2 separate regions of the Bombyx mori genome follow, and region 1 is linked to region 2. A link is a contact called in public Hi-C data. All regions are on one chromosome and are shown on one strand. The core of a region is the stretch at or near the end of the contact, and the rest is flanking DNA. Distances in the headings are between cores, read along the strand shown.

Region 1 (5,630 bases), core at 2,227-4,726, 61 kb after region 2:
TCTGTGTATATATATGTACATAAATATTGTTGTTTATTTGTGTGGATTCTCTATTGCTACATTACGTGGACGGGTATTGTATGAATTTGAAAAACAAAATCTTGAAATATTGTAAACGCTGGGAATTTAAAAATCAATGTACTCAAAAATATGTAATGCTTCGTTAAGTCTATTGTCGTCGTAAACACAAAAACCATGATCAGGAATGAGTGACGCTAGTGAGTTAAGTTCAAGCAAGTCGTACGCTCGTCTTTTTATATTATCATCGGTTGGTAGTCATCGTCGCTCCTGGACATCAGCAATACTAGGAGCAAAGCCCAACCGTAGGTACGCTGATAATATCCGAGCCCGCACGGGTAGGTACCATCCATTTTCAGATACCATTTTCAGTATTACCGCGAAATAATCATAGTTCGACGACCTCAATTCAATACACTTATGATTTCGATTTTATGTGTCAAGGTGCGTGGTATCCGTCGTGCTCACATTCCACTTAGTGTTACGTATCATAAAATAAATGTGGAATGATAAATCCTACGCTCGTTATTGTAATAGTGACTGTCTTATAGGCCCTTTTCAAACAGAAACCCATACAAATTTCGCGGCAGAATTATGTAATTTGGTCATACATAATACGCCCGACCATAGATAGCTAAGTAGGAAAAATATATCGTTCAATTCGTTTGTCTTTTATTTAAGTCGTGAGTCACAAAAAGCAAAGTCAGGTAGGTCTAATTTTTTTTTTCACAAAAACTCATATCTGCCACCGGGACGCTATCGAGCACTGCATAATAATAACAGTAGTTCGATGCCTCCAATGAACACTACTACTCGTAACTCAAAATTTTTAAATTTTCGTTTTTCACGCAAATCGCTTCACTATTTTAAAATTATTACAAATTCATTATTAATGGGGTTCAAAGCAAGAGTAAATCAACTAGTTACACAAGAAAAAACCATAAAATCTTGTATTATTGCAGATATATTTATCAACTTTTTTCGTTTAAACACTCCTCCTGTAAACCTACGAATTTGGAGTTAGAGTTAGTGTTCATTGGAGGCACCGATTTTAAAGTGAACCGGTGTGTGTACGTATACATAAAAAAAAAATGCAAACGTACACACACACACACGCTCGGTACGTTCCACGAATCGTAGCGCGACGCAAGCGAAACGCTGTGTGCTATTTATCGTATGAATACGCGCTGTCGGCGTATTTCGAAGCGACAATATAATTTAAAGACAAACCGCTTCCGCTTAGCTTGCTCGATTTATATACAGTGTACATGTGTGACTAGGGTTTTGAGTTGAAAAACAAGTCAATTTTTGTTTCTAATACTATCAATCACAAAACGTAATTTGGTTTTATTTGTAGAAGTAATTAAATTGAAAATGTTTCCACTGAAGTACCTGTAAAAATATAATATTAATAAGAGATCATAAAACTACCTCTATAACAATAGTACTTAATTAAAATTGGAAAAGCTAACCGTTTGAAACACACAATGATATTTTTGTAGATTAGAAATCGAGTTAGATAGAATAGAATAGAGTTAAAATATTAATATTCCTCAATCAGTCCGAAAGATAATGTAGGTCAACTGTCTAACATCAGTCACTTCGTTTTATGTGTTTACTAGCTTTGGCTCGCGACTTCGTCCGCGTGGAATAGTTACTTTGGCATAACCCGATTTTGAAACATTCTTTATTAGTGCTCCGCTTGTATTTGTCTTAGCGTAATGTTATATAGCCTATATATATAGCGTTCCTTGATAAATTAGCTATCTAACACTGAAATGATTTTTCAAATCGAACCAGTAGTTCCTGAGATTAGCGCGTTCAAACAAACAAACTCTTCAGCTTTATAATGTTAGTTTATTTTTAGTAAGTACAGTTTAATTTTGAAAATTAATGTTATATTTTATTTCGTTTCAGGTAAGTTACCTCAATCATCTGTGTATATTCAAGTAAGTGATGAAAATGTGTGGATACATTTGAGGCATCAGGATGAATGATAAGACAATCTTACTGTCTTATAACGTCAATCCATTACAAGAAATCAGACCTCTCGTGAATACGGGTGGTAGGACTTCTTGTGAGTCCGCACGGGTAGGTACCACCACCTCGCCTATTTCTGCCGTGAAGCAGTAATGCGTTTCGGTTTGAAGGGTGGTGTAGCCGTTGTAACTATACTGAGACCTTAGAACTTATATCTCAAGGTAGGTGGCGCATTTACGTTGAAGATGTCTATAGGCTCCAGTAACCACTTAACACCAGGTGGGCTGTAAGCTCGTCCAACCATCTAAGCAATAAAAAAAAAGGATACTGTCCGCACTTGTTAGTTTTAAAAATGCCGGACCTCCTATAAATATTGAGAATTAGCTTGACCCACATTGAGAGACTGACCGCAACTCACAGCCCTAAAACTGGCCAGCAGCCGATAAGGCTATAACTGTTTACGCCCGGTCGTAAGCTGAGCAAGCATTCGAATCTTTGCGGACGACAGCGTAACAGTACTCCCCGCAATGAATAAAAAAACCGATTCCAACGAAATGGCACACGGTCAGTTCGCGTACCGCGGGAAAACTATACAGTTGCGTTGTCTCTTAAGTGACGGCATTCACGTCCGAGATAAAAATTTTTTTATTTTTTTTATTGCCTTTTTAGGCAGACGAGCATACGGCCCACCTATAAGGCTACCGAGCTGTCTGACGGTGAGAAGTTAATTTTATTGTTCAGCTTTCTATGGTTCGTGTGTTCGAGCGATTCTCCTTATTGTCATTTTCGTAACAAGTGTGATCGACACTGCGGTCCACAATATTGTAGTTTGATTTAGGCTACGGTTATACGAACCGCCGTTTCTCTTACGTCATAATGTATCTTTGTATCCTATCGGGATATGTTACTACTAGGGATGAGGAAGTCGAAGAGGAAAGTAGCGTAACTATCTTTTTTTTATTTTTTATTGCCCTTGTAAGCAGACGAGCATACGGCCCACCTGATGGTGAGTGGTTACCGTCGCCCATGGACTTCTGCAATGCCAGGGACAGAGCCAAACCGCTGTCTACAAATATCTTCTGGTTAATTGTGCGATCTGTGTCTGATTTTAGGAGTTAAATTAAAAGAATTTTTAGTTGAAATCTTATAGTAATAACTCTTCTGTTATTACGACTTTCGACTTTATTACGACTGCATAGCGTGCGCTATTTATTTACCTAAATTGTATGCATTGGAGCATGCCGACGAACGTGACACAGGTATTCAACTATAAACGAATGACTCGATCACGTTTGAAAATACCCAAATTGACGTGTGTGTGTACTCGACTCGACACAGGAAACGAAAAAATTCAAGGGAAAAAATTGGGCTTATTTCGGTTGAATCGTAACGAGCGCCGCGCCGCGTTGTTGTATAGGGGCATTCGTTTCGGCCTTTCGTATTATACTTACTCTACGTGCCTTTGTGATTCGCGGTCGGTCGCGTTGCTGTGTCGCATCGACGTTGGTTTTGTTTGGCTCGTTTCCGCGCTCTCTCCCGTCGCGTCGTTTGTGTTCGACAAAAAAAAGTTTAGCCACCGAAAATTCAACGAGAGGTCAACGCACTCTCGTCTCAAACCGGTATTTTTCGCTTTATAATTTCTATTGAAAATACATCTAGATATATAACTATACTTGAGACCTTAAAACTTATATCTCAAGGTGGGTGGCGCATTTACGTTGTAATTGTCTATGGGCTAGAGTAACCACTTAACACCAGGTGGGCTGTGAGCTCGTCCACCCATCTAAGCAATAAAAAAAAAACATCTGAACTGTATCTAAATTGGACTTTCGGAAATAGTTATGTCTTTGATCAAGGTATCTATCGTAAAGATCAACATAGCTAGTCGAAAACATCAAATTAAAATAAGTATGCTTTTGTAAATTGACTATGGGATCTAGAATATCATGGATAGGTTGTAAATTTTGCGATACATTGATGTATGTCGATATCTTCCTTGTTCATGTTCGATCTTTTCCCTCGTATCTCGTCCGTATAGTATAACTATATGTTATGAAATCGAATGCATATAACCAAAAGGTAGATAAGATAGGCGGAGCGCGAACAAATGTATGTGTAGGTACTACAATACATACTTTAATAAATAGTAAAGCAAAAGTCGCTGCGAGTCGTGGAATTAACTAGTGTTAAAGTATAGCATTATTCAATAATGAAAGGTGAGTTAAAAGATGTCGGCGCCAGGCAAAGTGGAGGAGGTTAATTAGGAAAGCGGACCATGGCACTAGACAGGGAAAACGCTAGGAAGAAGAAGAAGAAAGGAGACTCAAAAGCATGAGATATGTAAAAAAAGCGGAACATTGTATAGTTTGAAAAGACTATAATAATGCTTGGAAACGGGAGGTCTTTAACCGTGACGCGTCTTTTATGGTATTTTGTGAACGTAACAGATAAGAAATAATCTACTCTCATTGATAATAATATTTTATTATACATATGTAGTGTTTTATTGTGTGTGACTCGTGATATTGAATGTAACTCCTTGATGTAATTTTAAATCGTTTCTATGAAATATTTCAAAACGAGTTGTTATCCAATTTTGATACCCAAAATAACGAACTAGAGGATTGCCTTTTGACGATTTAAGCCGCTTGTGGAAACTGCACTCTAGTAATAATAGTTTCCGATTTAGTAACTTGAGATAATTGCTTAGCTGTAAAATAATATCGTGTAGTTATACATTTTAGGAATCATTGGTATACGAATTATTCGTTATGTTTAACTTTATTTGTAATCGTGTTCAAAGGGGCTTTAAAAAGCTTAATCTTTTTCAATTTTCAATCTATTGGAACGGAACTATCAATAAATTCGCCATCGAAGTTTTGCCTGAATAGCGGTCTATATGGGGCAAGTTATGTAATTGGGTATACCTACTCAACTTCGATAAAGAAGCCGTGGATGCTTTCGGCTTGGTTAGGGCTGCAATTGGAAAAAAATTAAAGCTACTTTCAGCTTCAATTCCACAAAATTTATATCAAGGTTTTAGTAATAATTTCATGGCTTAAAATCCGAAATGTGGATCCCGAAACTTAGTTCGTAAGTTCGCCTGATATAACGCAGGAATTCTAAGGAGTACCTACCAACATTATTTATATCAGTTCGATACGAATGAAGAGACACAATATAACCCCTTTTCCATCGAATCGTTATCTAGTTAACAGCTCGAATGAGCACACGTGCGTTCGTTAGCTGGAAACCCTCGTGGGATTGATCTAGTTCACCTGACTGACCCGTTCGCTCTGTGTGAGGTTTAATACACATACTTTATCTATATTATACAATTTATTGGAAATGAATTAATACAAACTATATCATACACTCAAGCAACCTAGCCTATACTAATTGTTAACTAAATGTTTTAGCTTGCAATTGCAAATGGCAATGAATGGTATGTTTAAATAAATTTTTTTTGGGTCGATGTGCCAGATCTTTTCGGTACTAAATTTTAAACTTTGATAGGAGAATTTTATTTTTTATATTATAGTTATAAATTTTTAATGCGATTAGATCGTGAATTTGCACACTGGCAAATGTTATTCGGAAGTGTTTTCAGTTATTACTTATATTATAGTGAT
Region 2 (5,799 bases), core at 2,482-4,981:
AAAAGTCAGATTGCCGGCTTTGATAATAGTTGACTCATATAGCCTTATAGCCTTGCTTTGCCTTGAAAGAATTTTTCAAATCCACAATATTATTAGTTTAATTTATTTTATTGCCTTTGTAGGCAGACGAGCATACGGCCCACCTGATGGTAAGTGGTTACCGTCGCTCATGGACGTCAGCAATGCCAGGGGCAGAGCCAAGTAGCTGCCTACCATTACTTGACTAACATTAGTTGTATAATTTTTTATACATTTAATAACGAATTAATAAATCAATGAACCAGTCGCGAGGTAGTATTGTTAATTTCTGCTTATTATTAACATGTGCCCTTAAGCAGAAGTAAGTTTTTACTGGTTTCTACCGCGAACGAGTCATATGCGCTACGGATCGAATGGTAAGACAGTTATTATTATTATAAAATTCAACAACTTCATTATTCAAAACGGTTCGTAGAGAGAAGAATAATAGCTCACGTCTGTCTACCTCGTATAAATGATTACTAGATGATGACCGAGCTTTGCCCGTTTTTTTTTTTTTTGAAAACGCTATCTTGTCTTTAAAGCGGTCAGTTGCCCTCAATTAAGAAAAATAGTATTATTATTCGCCAATAGATGTCGGGAAGAGTCATAAAGTTGATTATTGAAAACACGAATAAAACAACATTTTCTGAAAATAAATCGTAGCTAGATCGATTTATCGCCCCCAAAATCCCCTGTATACTAAATTTTATGAAAATCGTTGGAGCCGTTTCCGAGATTCAGATTATATGTATATGTGGGATCATTCATAAGTAAAAGTGGGATGAATATAGCGAAATTCTTTATTTTACTTCACAATCGCTTCGTACACGTCTTTCTCAAACTATTCCATTTTTGAACTTCCCTCTCTAACCTTAAACTACTATCTTTTTCTGAACCTACTAGAATGTTGCCATTGCAACAGGCACAAAATAAATATTCAAAAACACAAACTGAAAAAACGTAATAAAAATAACACTCCCCACATACAAGAATTGCTCGTTTAAAGGTATAAGATAAACGGCTACGCTCGGACTGTCCATTTACACGACTAAAAAAATAATTGTGAAAGAGTTTTTCTGAATACATAAAATGCTTTTTCCATATAAATTAATCATTGGAACATCGATTAAATAAAGTGCAATCTGCAAGCTTTTTTATGTTAAACTGGTACGTCGTGGTCAAGATGTATCAAAACCGGTTTTTGGCTGTTATTTATAAGTATTATAGAGAACTGTGTCGAACTGTAAATACATTTATCTATATCCAGACATATGTAGTAACAATAAATCTGATCTTCGATTTATTGTTTCCTAACTTAAATTTGAAAATGGAAGTGAATTAGTAAGTTCTTTCTGTTTTCCTTATCCGTCACGTGTATTATCAAAATCTCAATTGCTTATCTCATAATTTATTCATTTATTCTTTATTATTCTTGAGTAGAGATTATTCATGTCTATTTTATATCGCCAATAAAAAACCTGTAAAATTAATATATGTTTTTTAGAATATCTAAAATAGATTGCTGAGACGTTTTACTCGGCTATTGAAGATAATAATTTGAAATTCAGTTATCGAATGTATATCTTATGGGGGGGGGGGGTATACAATTATTCGTTAATTGTTGCCAAGCCAAAGCCGCAACGGAGGGCGAGTGGGGTGGCAGGAGACACCCCAATAAGCTGACCTACCTACCTATTAAATATCGTAATCACCTCTGGGCGCGAGGGGTCCTTCACTTTGGATTGCCGAATTCATTTCGTATTGGTTTTATAGAGAATATTGATTGGATTATTTTAAATTGGCGAAAACATTAGTTTACATTTGTTTTTGTGTTAGTTATGAAGTTGATAAATCTACTTAATTTTAACTACTTCATTTATGGTTTATCTTTAGTACCATAGTATAATTATGATAGTTTTGCCATTACGGTTTGCCTTTACCCACAACCTTCATAGGTGTACAGGAAAACGCTGAAGGGAAGATCTTCCATCGAGCGTGTGAATTTGCTCGGAATACCGAGAATCCAAACGTTATTCGGAGCTTTTAAAAAGGGAAGCTTATCTTGAGAATTTTACGCGATTCAGGTTTTCTCCTATAGTAGTTAGCACTGCAAAGCCCGTAAATGAATTGGCTCAAGATTTTGAAGTCTCATTCGTATGTCTCATACCGTAACACATGATTGCTTCACTCCACTATGAGCCTGGGCCTTGAGGAAGACTCAAAAGCATGTGATGAATATCGGGATGAACAATTATCATGTCCACTAGCGTTCGGAGTTGTAGATAATTAATTATCATAAGCAGTACAAATTTTCAGACTTAAAAAATAGTTTTTTGTGGTAAAATTTCGAGACGGTAATATGTCGTTTTGAAAACACACCGTATGCAATAACAAACCAATTAAATGTACCAATAAAACATATTACAATATGTGTACACCTGCACAGCATAGTAACAGCGACGTAATGAACACAGAAGCGTAATGACCTTGTTTCCATGCCCCGGTTACAGAGCGCGAGGTTCATGTTTTTTTATTTTATTTTTTTAACTAATCGTCACTGTCACTAAAAAAACACTTAGATTATTTATATTTTTTTTCTACTTATACTGCTAGTAAACTCATGGGGTTATACTAGCTTCACCGAACGTGTTGGAGAGCTCATGGGGATCTCAGTCTGGAAGACTTGACTAACAGCTGCCCTACCAAGAATATTATTGGTCAAATTATGTAGTAATGAAAATTTTATTCCGTCATGTCTACTATTGCACGAATGCGTCTAGAGGTGACTTTTAAAGGCATATACAGGTTTTGTTATTCAACAATGATATTACTTCATCGCCGTATTTATTTATTATAAGCATAGTCTTCAATGAAAGTAGTTTGTTTCAAATTTAAAATAAAATACTGTTATGATTTAAATAAAAATAACCAAGATAGTAATTGCGTAATCAAAATAATCTAATTATATTATTACGAAACGTTTTGTACGCATAAATATACTATAATTGGACGCTATATTTTTGGTGTGATTTATTTGTGGTTATTATGTTTTGTAAACGATAACATAATACATACGCACATTTATGGTCATTATGAATTGTTGTGAAATAGGGACTAGCAATATATAGCAAACTTTTAAGGAGCAGGTAAATTACCATCAATCATCAAAAATGCCTTCTCCCATTTAATTAACGAGGTCACATTCAATTCTCCTATATTCCTCTATTAGTAGTCCTTAGTTTATTCTTAATTACTAGAACTAGAAGAATTACTTAATTACTAGAATAAGCTACTACTACTATAAGCTTACTTAATTACTAGAACTAAAATTATAATAAACCTTCTTTACTTTTCGAGCGTAAAATTTTGTTTTTTTGGGTTTGATTTTTATTACACGATGTTATTCCTTCACCGTGGAAGTCAATCGTGAACATTTGTTAAATACGTATTTCATTAGAAAAATTGGTACCCGCCTGCGGGATTCGAACACCGTGGCATCGCTCGATACGAATGCACCGGACGTTTTATCCTTTAGGCCACGATGACTACAAATATACAATAAGTAAACAGTTCTATTGATAATATCGAAGCATCTATAAATTATCGCAAATGAAAAATAAACTCTGTTGACAATTGAAAACGTGCATTCGCGTACATTGTGCCGCACGTGTTTAGGTGCCTTACAATGTATTATATTTTATTCGCAGCAAAGATGTGGTGGTGTATGTTCCGTAGTATTGTGACGCGGCGCGTTTATTGCGAACGCGGCGCGAACATAATGTTGGATTTATGTCTCAATTTATTTCCCACGCGATAGCGTAGATGTGGGGAGGTAGGTACATTGTTTTTCATCTATACATATAAATAAAATTGGAGTGTCTCTTTGTAATGTTGAAGTAATAGCGGTAGGCATCGGCTTGGCTCTGCCCCTGGCATTGCTGAAGTCCATGGGCGACGGTAACCAATCACCATCAGGTGGGCCGTATGCTCGTCTGCCTGCAAGGGCAATAAAAAAAAACTATTTACACGGTACATATTTTTTGTCTGTCTGGCTGTTTGTTCCGGCTAATCTCTGGAACGGCTGGAACGATTTTAACGAGACTTTCAGTGATAGGTAGCTGATGATATAAGGAGTAACTTAGGCTACTTTTTTAGACTAGCTTCGCCCCGCGGCGTCACCCGCGGTACGATAATAACATCGTGGGACTCAGCTAATCCGAAATACGATGTAAAGCTTGTTATACGTATTAACGTATATGATTCGTACGTGACAATCTTAAAGAAGCTAAAATGTTTGTCGGTTCTGTTAAAATATGTTATTTGCGGTCTCGGACTAATGGTTTGTTGAACGAACTATAAAGTGATTCGCTTTGTCAATTTTATTAATTGCGCCATACAGTGCCATACGCGATACTAGTCAATTAATATCAACAATTCAAGAAATTTAGACGTAACCTACTGTTTTACGTCGCGAATTCAAGTGGTCGTAGGTCGTAGGTACCGCCGCCTCGCCTATTTCTGCCGTGAAGCAGTAATGCGTTTCGGTTTGAAGGGTGGGGTAATCGTTGTAACTGTATATACTGAGACCTTAGAACTTATATCTCAAGGTGAGAGGTTGTAGAGATCTATGGGCTTCAGTAACCACTTAACACCAGGTGGGCTGCGAGCTCGTCCACCCATTGCGCGTATATTGCCACGATCTGTGGTAGGTACGTAGCAGTCAACTAACGTGATGGATCTGGTCACGTTTTGGTGAAACCCACCGTGGTGAATTTCACTTTGCCCTGTTGGACGCTTCTAGTTCATATTAGTGACGTTAACTTCAGACCAATAGCAAACCCTCCATCCCGAAAAGAGGTACTTACGTATATTGTAGACTTACACGAAGATGAAAAAACATTCGCTACATTTCATATTCAAAGTATATATTTCTATACCTGATACTTATAAGGATTCATATAGAAATAACAAAACAAAATAAACATTATCTTGAGGACGATGAGTCGAAATCACATTTTTACACGGGAATTCTCCGAAGCTATTTCTTCCATCGCTTTGTTCGATCTCTAGTGCTCTCAGTGGTGAGGTTATTCAGGTTATCGATGTGCATCCGTTCTCCTAAAGCGGCGACCTATCGATATACGCTGAAATTGGTTTTTTTTTCTTTTCTTTCTTTCTTTTTCGTTTTGTTATCTTCCACTTCCATTAACGTACTAAAGCTATACGTTAATAGGACTTCTTTTTCTTTTGTTTTACTTTAAACAATCGTTTAAAAAAGAATTGGAGTTTTGTCTGTAGTTATTTTATCCAACATCAAAAAGAGAAGTGTTTTGACTCATTTTAATGGGATATTTGTATTTTGTGTGTTTTGAAATTTCATAAATAATTTGTTCTAAACACCAAAATGCCTTAAGTGTATTTTGTTTCATTGCCCTGATTAAGATCGGGTCAGCTTAGCTGACATTACCATAGAGATACATTAACCCGTAGACTCAGCCCACTGAGTTTCTGGCCGGATCTTCTCAGTGGGTCGCGTTTCCGATCCGCTGGTAGATTCTGCGAAGCACTGCCATTGCTAGGGCCAGTATTAGCAACACTCCATGTCAAGGAGAAGCTGAAAAAGCCTCTCAAGGCTACAGCATAGGTAGGGAAAAAAAGAGTCATTTGTAATACAGCAAATGACCCTATAGGATCACAACTTTAAAATTAACTTAGAATAATGTTTCATCTTTTCTAATCGTGTGAGCACTCGCGTGTATCATCCGCTAACGAGTCTAG

The links. Hi-C and Micro-C count contacts between places; a contact is called where the count stands out from the background.
Region 1: a Hi-C map of whole pupa shows a contact between it and region 2, with 2.2 times the contacts expected there. The contact joins two enhancer-like sites. A contact is called at or near these places in 2 of 7 Hi-C or Micro-C datasets (midgut and whole pupa).

The regions. Positions count from the first base shown.
Region 1 is chr26:10,034,790-10,040,419 of ASM3026992v2, forward strand. It overlaps LOC101736219 (C-terminal-binding protein), which reads left to right. Exons shown (of 14, transcript XM_062676354.1): 3 at 2,668-2,714. Among protein-coding and RNA genes, the nearest start is that of LOC101736219, 75 kb to the left of the region's middle. Within about 2 kb of position 3,477, at least 8 of the 8 cell types and tissues checked have open chromatin away from gene starts, as enhancers often do.
Region 2 is chr26:9,973,045-9,978,843 of ASM3026992v2, forward strand. The region is part of intron 1 of LOC101736219 (C-terminal-binding protein); the gene reads left to right. Among protein-coding and RNA genes, the nearest start is that of LOC101736219, 14 kb to the left of the region's middle. Within about 2 kb of position 3,732, at least 5 of the 8 cell types and tissues checked have open chromatin away from gene starts, as enhancers often do.